Regions from separate parts of the Danio rerio genome. Here region 1 is linked to region 2. Evidence: chromatin contacts called from public HiCAR-type data. All regions are on one chromosome and are shown on one strand. The core of a region is the stretch at or near the end of the contact, and the rest is flanking DNA. Distances in the headings are between cores, read along the strand shown. Region 1 holds the start of acp5b (acid phosphatase 5b, tartrate resistant). Region 2 holds the start of tlcd4a (TLC domain containing 4a).

The links. HiCAR-type assays count read pairs that join an accessible place to other places.
Region 1: a contact with region 2 is called in a HiCAR-type map of caudal fin, with 4 times the contacts expected there. The contact joins the promoter of acp5b here to the promoter of tlcd4a in region 2. A contact is called at or near these places in 2 of 18 Hi-C or Micro-C datasets (caudal fin and hematopoietic stem cells) and 1 of 4 datasets of contacts at active chromatin or transcription factors (caudal fin).

Annotation. Positions count from the first base shown.
Region 1 is chr24:35,464,841-35,470,522 of GRCz12tu, reverse strand. acp5b (acid phosphatase 5b, tartrate resistant) reads left to right here and starts at 3,404. Exons shown (of 6, transcript NM_001002452.1): 1 at 3,404-3,615. The coding sequence starts at 3,540.
Region 2 is chr24:35,295,613-35,301,194 of GRCz12tu, reverse strand. tlcd4a (TLC domain containing 4a) reads left to right here and starts at 2,061. Exons shown (of 8, transcript XR_012399478.1): 1 at 2,061-2,345.

The sequences.
Region 1 (5,682 bases), core at 2,155-4,654, 170 kb before region 2:
TATACTCTTTTTAAAAAATAAATAAATGTTTATTTTTTCCCCCAATGTCTGTTTAAGGGAGAGAAGATTTTTTTCAACACATTTCTAAACATAATAGTTTTAATAACTCATCTCTAATAACTGATTTTATCTTTCTATACAGCTTAAAGTGACTTAAGGCGTTACTAGGTTAATTAGGTTAACTATGCAGGTTAGGGTAATTAGGCAAGTCATTGTATAACGATGGTTTGTTCTGTAGACTAGCGGAAATAAAAATAAAAAAAATCCCTTAAAGGGGCTAATAATTTTGTCCCTAAAATGTTTTTTAAAAAAAATAAAAACTGCTTTTATTCTAGCTGAAATAAAACAAATAAGACTTTCTCCAGAAGAAAAAGTATTATCAGACATGCTGTGAACATTTCCCTGCTCTGTTAAACATCATTTGGGAAATATTTAAAAAAAATTATAATTATAAAAAGGGGGCTAATAATTCTGACTTCAACTATATATATATATTTACACACACACACACACAACTGCTCGTTAATGCAAATTTCTAATCGGCCAATCCAGCAACTCAATGCATTTAGGCATGTAAACATGGTCAGGACAGTCTGCTGCAGTTCAAACCGAACATCAGAATGGGGAAGAAAGGAGATTTAAGTGACTTTGAATGTGGCATGGTTGTTTGTGCCACACAGGGTGGTCTGAATGGTTAACAGAGAATGGCCTGAAAAAGAGAAAATATCCAGTGAGCGGCAGTTCTGAGAGACCAAATGCCTTGTTGATGCCAGGGGTCAGAGGAAAACGGCCAGACTGGTTCCAGCTGATTAAAAGACAACAGTAACTCAAACACTCATTACAACCAAGGTATGCAGAAGAGCATCTCTGAACGCACAACACATCCAACCTTGAGGCAGATGGGCTACAGCAGCAGAAGACCACACCGGGTGCCACTCCTGTCAGCTAAGAACAGGAAACTGTGGCCACAATTTGCACAGGCTCACCAAAACTGGACAATAAAAAATTACGTTGTAAAATAAAATAATAAAAAAAGAAAAACGTTGCCTGCTCTGATGAGTCGATTTCAGCTGCAACATTTGAATGGTAGGGTCAGACTTGGCATCAACAACATGAAAGCATGGATCATCCTGCCTTGTAGCAAAGGTTCAGGCTGCTGCTGGTGGTGTAATGGTGTGGGGGATATTTTTTTTGGCACACTTTGGGCCCATTAGTACTAATTGAGCATCGCCACAGCCTACCTGAGTATTGTTGCTGACCATGTCTATCCCTTTACAACCACAGTGTACCCATCTTCTGATGGCAACTTTCAGCAGGACAATGCATCATGTCATAAAGCGTGAATCATCTCAAGACTGGTTCTTGAACATGACAACGAGTTTACTGTACTCAAATGGCCTCCAAATCATCGGATCTCAATCCAACAGAGCACATTTGGGATGTGGTGAAACAGGAGATTCGCATCATGGATGTGCAGCCGACAAATGTGCCGCAACTGTGTGATGCTATCATGTCAATATGGATAAAAATTTCTGGGGAATATTTCCAGTACTTTGTTGAATCTATGCCACAAAGGATAAGGAGGTCCAACCTTGTACTAATAAGGAGCACCTAATAAAGTGGCTGGTGAGTATTCGTTTGTGTGTGTGTGTGTGTGTGTGTGTGTGTGTGTGTGTGTGTGTGTTTGTTTCTAAAATGTATGATTGTTTAAAACATATTATAATAATTATTATTATTATTAATTTTTTTTTTTTACCAAAAATAAGACTTTTTTTTTTTAAATATATATATGTTTAATATCTTTACTACAAATGAGTTTAACTATGGGCATACTATTGCATAGGCATTACTATGTTTACTTTAAATGGGAAATATTTTTTGTGGTTGCACCATAGTCCTTTTAATACTTCTCAATTTTGTACCGGAGCTCATTTTCAAAGTACACATTGGTTTGCCTGCTTCAATCCTGCAGTCTCAGCTGTTCATGACTTGCGATTCAGTGCAAGTTAATGATGTATGAGATGTGCTGGATTGCTTCCAATGTCAACTCTTATGAAGCCTGATATGATATTTGGGGCGGTATCTCACCAGTGGATCAGTACACGGAACTTCACATTACACTGATATTAAAGATTAACTCTGGCTGTCATAGTAACAGACTGACAAAAAAGTAAATGATATACAGTACTTGAAAGGTATATACACATACACTGCACACACACGATTGCTGTGTAAAATGTAGGAAAGGAGAGAGCAAAAACACCAGTATAAATGAATAGAAAACAAATAAAAGTACAGAGGGTGCATTTTAGGACTGTTAGGGCCCCCAAATCAATAAAACCGCCCCTGGTGATAAGTAACACTTTTTATTTGTAATTAAATATGTTGTTGATGTTAATGGTTAAGTAGTATTTGCAGTATTAACATTCAAAAGAATTGTTTAATTGTTTTGTACAATACAAGTATATAACCCTAACAGTAATAGTATATTAATAGAAAATTATATACAGTTGAAGTCACATTTAATAGCCCCTCTTTGAATTTTTTTTGTCTTTAAATATTTCCTAAATGATGTTTAACAGAGCAAGGACATTTTCACAGTATGTCTGATAATGATTTTTCTTCAGGAGAAAGTCTTATTTTGTTTTATTTCGGCAAGAATAAAAGCAGTTTTTAATTTTTAAAAACATTTTTGGGACAAAATTATTAGCCCCTTTAAGCTTTTCAATAGTCTACAGAACAAACCATCATTATACAATGACTTGCCTGATTACCCTAATCTGCCTAGTTAAGCCTTTAAATGTCACTTTAAGCTGTATAGAAGTGTCTTGAAAAATATTTAGTAAAATATTATTTACTGTCATCATGGCAAAGATAAAAAAAATCAGTTATTAGAAATTAGTTATTAGAACAATTATATTTAGAAATGTGTTGAAACGTCCCTACGTTAAACAGAAATTGGGCAAAAAAATAAACAGGGGCGCTAATAATTCAGTAGTTTTACTTTTTTGCATTTTATTTGCCTCAGAGAGGTCACTTGAGTTGTAGATTTATAAAAAATAATCATAAAACATCAAGAAATTGAGCCCATTTATTATTATTATTATTATTATTATTATTATTATTATTGATTATTAACCATTTGTTTTGTAAGGCCAATATTTGGGATTATCAATATTTATAGAGTGAATAAATATAAAAAATACTCATCTGGATCCTTTTAAATAAAACATTTACTATTATATTTAATTAACTACACAATTAATCTAAAGTAATCTTCCTGAAAGCAAGAATCATTAGCATGTTTTATTTTCTCATGAAGCTGACAGTGCCGTTCATTTGTTTACACTTTAAACTGCTGATCATTGGCCACCGCATCATGTGCTTCAGTCTTTCATTTTCACCTCAGTACAGGAAGCTTGTCATAAACCACATCTTGTTCCCCTGAAGGTGTAAAGCAGCGAGTGTATAGTCTGTTTGCGTCGCTGTAACTTTTTGTTTTCACAAACTTAAAGCGTTTTTAGGATCTGAAGCATGATATGGCGAAGAAGCTGGCCTTCCTTCTTATCTCCTGCCTTCAGACATTCAGCACAGCAAGTCAGACAAACCAACAAGGTATTTCTCAAGTATTTTCTCTAAATGACTATCTTTATGATGCTAGGAAGAGTAAACGTAACGACCTCACGATGACAATGCAAACTAACCAGTTCTGTAAGAATGTTTCATGTGATCAAGTGGCTTTTTAAATATACATCATGGCTGTAACCACTTTGAGGTGGACCCTCAGATATTAGAAATGCCAGAATATTATAATATTGGCATTTTTTACACTCTTATGCTGCCCTGCATTATGAAAAGTTCATATGTTAGGATGTCCATTTTGACCAAAAGTACAGTTATACTGTATTTTTAGGCTGGCCTACTTGACTCAGCAGTAAATAATGCTAGTTAATGTCAAAATGATTGAAAGGGCCAATCAAATTGAAGTAGGCGGGGTTTGGAGCTCACAGAAGCAGAGTGAAATTTCCAGTGCGATATGGCAAGCTGTTTATCATTTAATCTAAAAGTATGTTCTTATGATAATAGTATTTTATAGCTACACTGCTAGACTTTGCAGCAATTTTACAGTTGTTTACTGCAAAAAGCCCAGTAAAATACCACATACATTCTTTACAGTTCACTCCTGTAATATGCACTCCTTTGTGGGTCATTTTAAAAGTTTTACAGTAACTTACGAGATATTAGAATTTTTGCGGTATTCTACTGTAATCAAGTACTGCTACTGTAGTTAAAGACAAAACTAACTTGTTTGTAATTTATTACATTCAATAGTAAATGCACAAAACAAAAGTTTTGTAGTGTAAAATGTAAATAAATTACAGAAAAAGTACTGTAAAAATTGTCATACTGTAAAATTAAAATGTGGTAAAGGGCGTTTTACCATTAAAAATAAGTTGCGGTAAGGATATTTTAATGAAATTGCGGTAAGGCCCGGCTTTTGTAAAGCACATCTACAGGTAAGTTTCTGTAAAAGGGCAGTTGCTGTAACTTGCTGGCAACAGTGAAGCCAGTAAATTACTACCAAAACATACAATAAAATGTCTAACAATGTACTAGTGCAGTGGTTCTCAAACTTTTTTCATCAAGTACCACCTCAGAAAAAAATTGTCTCTCCAAGTACCACCACAATGAGCAGTATTGAAATACAGTAGCGTAGTATTGAAATATAGCAGCTACAACTCTGCAAAGTAAAAAAAAAACATGGCAGATTACCTCAGAAATATAGGCTACATGTCATATATGGCATATTATATACATCATTTTTGAAATGTGTATAGCATGTACATGACATATTTCATTCCTCCGCGTACCACTAGAAGCAAGCCTGCGTACCACTAGTGGTACACGTACCACAGTTTGAGAAACATTGTACTAGTGTTTTCCATTAGAGAGAAGTACTTATTAATTAGCTACTAGTGCTTATTTTTTGGGTACTATTATATTTTTAAAAGACAACATATTTATATTAAGAGTCTAATATGTATTTCATTTATTAGATTTTTTTTTCCGTTTGATTACATTAAAAGGTCCCACTTTATATTAAGTGTCCTTAACTACTATGTACTTACATCAAAAAAATAAATACAATGTACTTACTGTGGTCATAATGTATTTGAGAACACTTGTGGTGCTTTTGAGTTGGGATAGGGGTTGGTTAGGGACAGGTTTGGTGGGATGGGTAGGTTTAACGGTGGGTTAAGGTGTAAGGGATGATCAACAGAGTATTTACAAATGTAATTACAAAAGTTAATTACAGAGGTAATTACATACAGGTATTTAATCAAGCATAAGTACACAATAAATACATGTATTTACACAATAAGTACATTGTAACAAACTATTAATTTCTGTGTAAGTACATATAAGTTAAGGCCACTTAATATAAAGTGGGACCCATTAAAAAACAGGTGTCACTTTAAAAATGCACACCTCTAACGTTATAATGAAAGCATTGCTTTTCTAGTTTTTATGCTCATTGAGGACAAAATTAGTTGTGTTAAAAAAAAACCCCACAAAGATCGACATCTTTAGATGTTATTATTATTAATTATGTGTATATGTCTGTTCAAATACACACCCAAAACCCAAACTTTCGCTCTGCTTTAAATTGCATGTACAGAA
Region 2 (5,582 bases), core at 812-3,311:
TAGTTATAATGGTTTGTTCTGTAGACTATCAAAAAAAAGGTTAGCTAATAATTTTGTCCCTAAAATGGGTTTTAAAAAATTAAAAACTGTTTTTATTCTAGCTGAAATAAAACAAATGACTTTCTCCAGAAGAAAAAAATATTATCAGACAAACTGTGAACATTTCTTTGGTCTAATAAACATCATCTAGGAAATATTTTAAAAAATGAAGAAAAAAAATTAATGGGGGGCTAATAATTCTGAATTCATGAGGTCTGTATTAAACATAACTTGAGATTAATTTTACTCTACAATGTAAATTTGACAAATCCATGTTCAACTCACAGTGAAAAAAGTGACGTTTTACTCATGTTTCTAATTTGTGAATTGATAAGAATATTTGTGGGGTCAGTGTATAGTGTAAAACATATGACAGGTTATGACCAAAAACCTTATTTTATTTAGTTTGCACAGACTAACTTACCTGGGGAAAAAATCCAGCTCATGTCTTGCTTTGCTTTTTTAGCTGCCAAGTTGTACACGTTTATAGATTGAACTCATGATATAATATGGTGGGCAGCGCGGTAGCACAGTGTAGCGATGTCACCTCATAGCAAGAAAGTCGCTGGTTCGAGCCTCGGCTGGGTCAATTGGCATTTCTGTGTGGAGTTTGCATGTTCTCCCCGCGTTGGCGTGGGTTTCCTCCGGGTGCTCTGGTTTCCCCCACAGTCCAAAGACATGCAGTGCATGAATTGGGTAAGCTAAATTGTCTGTAGTGTATGTGTATGAATGAGTGTGTATGGATGTTTCCCAGTGATGGGTTGCAGCTGGAAGGGCATCCGCTGCGTAAAACGTATGCTGGATAAGTTGGTGGTTCATTCCACTGTGGGGACCTCAGAAAAATAAAGCCAAAAAGAAAATGAATGAATTAGTATAATATGGTAATTAAGGAGAAGATTTTGATAAAACTTTTATTCATTCATTCATTTTTCTTCAGCTTAGTTAGTCTCTTTATTTATCAGGGGTCGTCAAAGCCTAATGAACCGCCAACTTATCCAGCATATGTTTTACACTGTGGATGCCCTTCCAGCTGCAACCCAGTACTGGGACACATATTTCACATCAATGTGAAAACACAAAAAGCTTTTGGAAAAGCTTATATCTCCATATAGGTTACTACATTGCTTCTTCCAGACCCTTTCAACTTCAAAATATCATCTGTTATTATAAAGGTAAAACTGATATTTTAGAGAATTACATTATTAACTTTTTTATTTTGCATGGAAAATATTTTATTCACGAAAAAAAATTCTCCAGTTCGCAGCCTTCTTTTTCACATTTTTTAATAGAAATTGATGTTTTTATTAAATCTCTTAGACTAATTAATAATAAGAAAAGTGACAGATTCTTTTTAAAATTTCGCGGATACATAAGTCCTTTTCTCTTGCTGTTTTTGTGTTATATATATGTTTAAACTTATTTATTTTTTCTTTCTTTTCTCTCTTTTGTTTCTTTTTATTTAATTTTTAATATTTATATTATTTATCCTGATCTTATCATTGTGTTTTTTGTGTAAAATTGAAGTTTGTATGTTTGTTATTGAAGTCAATAAAAAAAAAAACATCTTCAAACGAACACAAATACATTGTTTGTGATTTATATAGTTATTCTTTATTAACAGTTACATTATTTAATTTACCTGAATTAAGTAGCACATCTCCTTCGGAAGAGAAAGCGGATGAATAATCATGAACGTGTAAGAAATATGCACTCTAACGTTACACGTTGTAAGGACTTTGTTGGAACTTTATTTTGGCGGTTAATGTTGTGATGAATACACCAGTTCAAATTCAAGACGGTATAAATGGAGGAAAACGACTTTATAGTTTGTTTAGAGACGGAAAACTCGTTTTACAACGACTCTGTTGAGGGATTGATTCATTTAGGCCACTTTTAGTTCCCCGCCACCCACTGGAGTCACTGCGCAGAAATGAACCAATCATTTTAGTGAACAGATTCAAAAGAATCGACTCACTGATGATTCATAATTCAAAAGAGGATGTACCGAAATTGGATTCCTCGCTTTTTTCCCCTCACCTCAAAACATACAGCCAGGCATCAACACACAACATCATCCTCAACATGTTTTTTTCGCCGACTCGCGCTTATGAAACACATCGCAGGCTGAGATTGTTATAAGAACCTGTCGTTTCCGTGTTTGATATGAAATCATGCATTTCATATCGCCGTGGAGAGAGGAGAACCATGCATGTGTCTGACTGACGGAAAAACACGGATTTAATCAGTCCATGTTTTCAGACACCATGCGCAACTGACCCACAGACACCATTGATGTTCGATAAAAGGTAAGCCTATGGTTTAATCGCATTATATCATGCCATATTTTATCGCACAGGCGACGTGTTTTCATTCAGCACTGCGGTGCGATTTGGCCTAAAGAAAGCAAGCAGGCATGTTGCTGATGACAACACAAGTCGATTTCCGTCCATCGCAATGTTTTACAGTGCCGAGATCCAGATGCGATGCTGTATTTATTGACATTGTCATATTGTCGGTACTGAATAGTAACACTTGTGTTGTGGGAACCCGTAACATGCACATCTAAGCATAAATATACACATGTATGTGCATTCGTTACACAAGCAATGCGGTTCAATGCAGCACACCAGTCGTTAAATGACCGACTTTATTGACAAACTACGTCCTATAGAGCCAAAATCCGTGCTTCGAGTGTGTATCAGTATGAAGGAAAGCATTTTGCTAAGATTTAAGACTGGGAATTCATGAACTGGAGCTTCATTCAGTCTAAATATCTGCACAGCTTTATATGAACCACCGTGTTTGACATTTTTTAATCAACAGTGATTTTCTGACAGTTGAAAAGTAAGTTATTGTTTACTTTTATTCTGCTCTTCCTGATTTTGGTTTATAGTACTTTCAGTTTTAACACTGTAATGTGTGTGTGTTTGTGTGTGTGTGTTAGAAAAATGCCACACGAAATGTTTTTTTTTAAGTAGTTTAATTAAAATGTAATATTTATAGTATTTGTTCTGGTTTTAAAACCTTAAATGAAATATTTAGCAAAAAATATATATATTTTATATATATAATTTTAATGGTTCCTAAATGTCAGGTTTAGCAGGTGTCAGGTTATTTATTCATATTTTCAAGGCAAAAACACACAATAAAATGTCTATGCTATTTTAACACAACTGCTTTTTAAATCCTTAAATGTAAAAGCAATAAAATATTTTAATAACTAAAAGTGGATCATAACTAGGGCCAGATAGAATCTGCAGACATTTTTTGCTATTTCAGCGCAGAAACTAGTAAAAAATCTGCGGATTTATGTGGAATGACTTTTGTGAGTATCATAACTAAAACCATAATATATTAAATAAAAAAAAAAAACTATAGCTTTTTAAAGTTTCATTTAATGTTTACAATGCAAATCTAATTAGATGCACTTATTTGGTAAACAAAGTAAGTCTCTCATATTAGAGTTGGGCGATGTTTTGGCATCATACAATGTCTAATGTGAAACATCGCGATGGACAATGGCATCGTTGTCGTAGGCTGCGGTGTTTTGATTATTATGAATAATTATTCAATTCAGAACTAATTAATTAATTATTTGGAGCCGACCGTTTCAACTACCTGACCCGCATGGTCTTTTTTTATTTTCACCCATAACCTAATCATAAATAAATAGTTACACACAAATTACCACCTGTCAATCATTTTTTCAGTGGGACTCTGGCATGAATAGGCAGAGTGATCTGTGTCATCACAATGGCATCGACAAACTTGGTTGGTAAAAAAGTTGCACCACCAAAAAATATATGAGGTTTTCAGTAAAATTAGTAAGCACAAGTGTGAAAGCGAAAGATTGAAGCAGTGTACTGACGGTGTGACACGTTACCTGATAGATTCAAAAAACAGAAGAGTCGTTAGATGGAGACAAAATTAATTAAATGCACGTTTAACAATTATAGTGAGATGTGATCCAACAATACATTCTTGATAAGCTGTCCAACGTGCAATCCTCTCTGGTATAGTGTGGAAGGAGGGCTTTTCAGAAATGCCAGATGAAACGTCAGTGTGGATGTGGATAGTTTTCGTTCTGAAATGCTATTTTAAAACTGAGACTTATTAGTGTAAAAGGGGCCTAAGTGTGTATTTTTGGGTTGCTGCTGCAATGGGACCGGGGCGGAGGGTCGTGATGCCGGCTCAGCATTGTGATGACTATTGGCCATCGGCGATGGATAATGGCATAGTCTATCGTCCCAACCCTATCACATAAGATCTACTAAAAGACAGATAATATTACTTTATAAACTGTATTGAAAATAAATCAAATGAACATTTTGATATTAGTCAATATTATTAGTGAAATTTTTCAAAACTCAATAAATATAAATTTACTCACATTTACACAAGTAAATAAATAGACTCATTGATGGGCTAAAAATATGCAGATTACTGCGCGCGCAAATTTCATGTGGGCCTAATCATAACTAAAATATCTAGATTATTGTTAGAAATTTTATCATAATTGCAGTCTCTTGACAATTATGACTTTGATATTTGAAAATACTTTGCTTTAGGCTGCACAATATTGGAAAAAAAAATGACACATTGCGATTACTTTTTTTATTCTGCGATATATATTGATGTTATATATGATATTATATCGAATCGCGATAAAATTTATGTCAATAACAGTAATAAGCTCTGGACGTTGTTAATCTAAGAGCCAATCACACAGCAGAAATGTACAACAGCAGAAATGGGAATCTAAAAGTGTGTTAATATTTAAGATATTTTGCCGCTGAAAATTCATCAGCCGAAAATATGTTACACCAGTTAATGGACCACTAATTTTTGTGGCTTCAGTCATTGTTGGGGTACTCTTTCGAATCTGAAAGCATTAACTACTTATATCGAAATATTGTTATCGTTCAATATGGAAAATAATTGAGTTTGCATTTTGCCATATAGCACAGCCATACTACGAAAACACTTTTTCTAAATGAGAAAAAACTGTTTGGAAAAAATGATCAGTGTTTCCTCTAAGATTTTTTTCCAGCTGTGGCGGCAGGCCTTTTTTTTTACAAAGATCTATCAACTACATGTAGTGTTATTTCAATGACAAATGTTGTGAGCGCAGTATTAAGTCGAGATCGCATTTATGTAATGGCCTATGAGCATGCAAATCTCTTTGCTTGCGCGCCAATTTCGTCAGCTCATGCACAAAACTTCTTGCACACCCCCTCAAAGATAGCCTACGCTGCTCAAGCGCAGATCTTCTTGTGCACTCTCAAATAAACGATTTTAGATTGATTGGGATGATTCATAGGGGGTGCGTAACATATAACAAACAATCTACAAGCATAGATGAATTCAATAAAGAAAAATATGCTAATTAAATAAACAGCGTTTTATTGTCTTCCGAAGAGCTGAATTGTTTTCAGGTAAACAGTAATTAAATAATCAAATGTGAAACAATACTGCGTAGTTTTTGTTTTATAAATAACTCAATAAAGTTAATCGTTATTACCTTTTTCAAAGTTACAAACGGT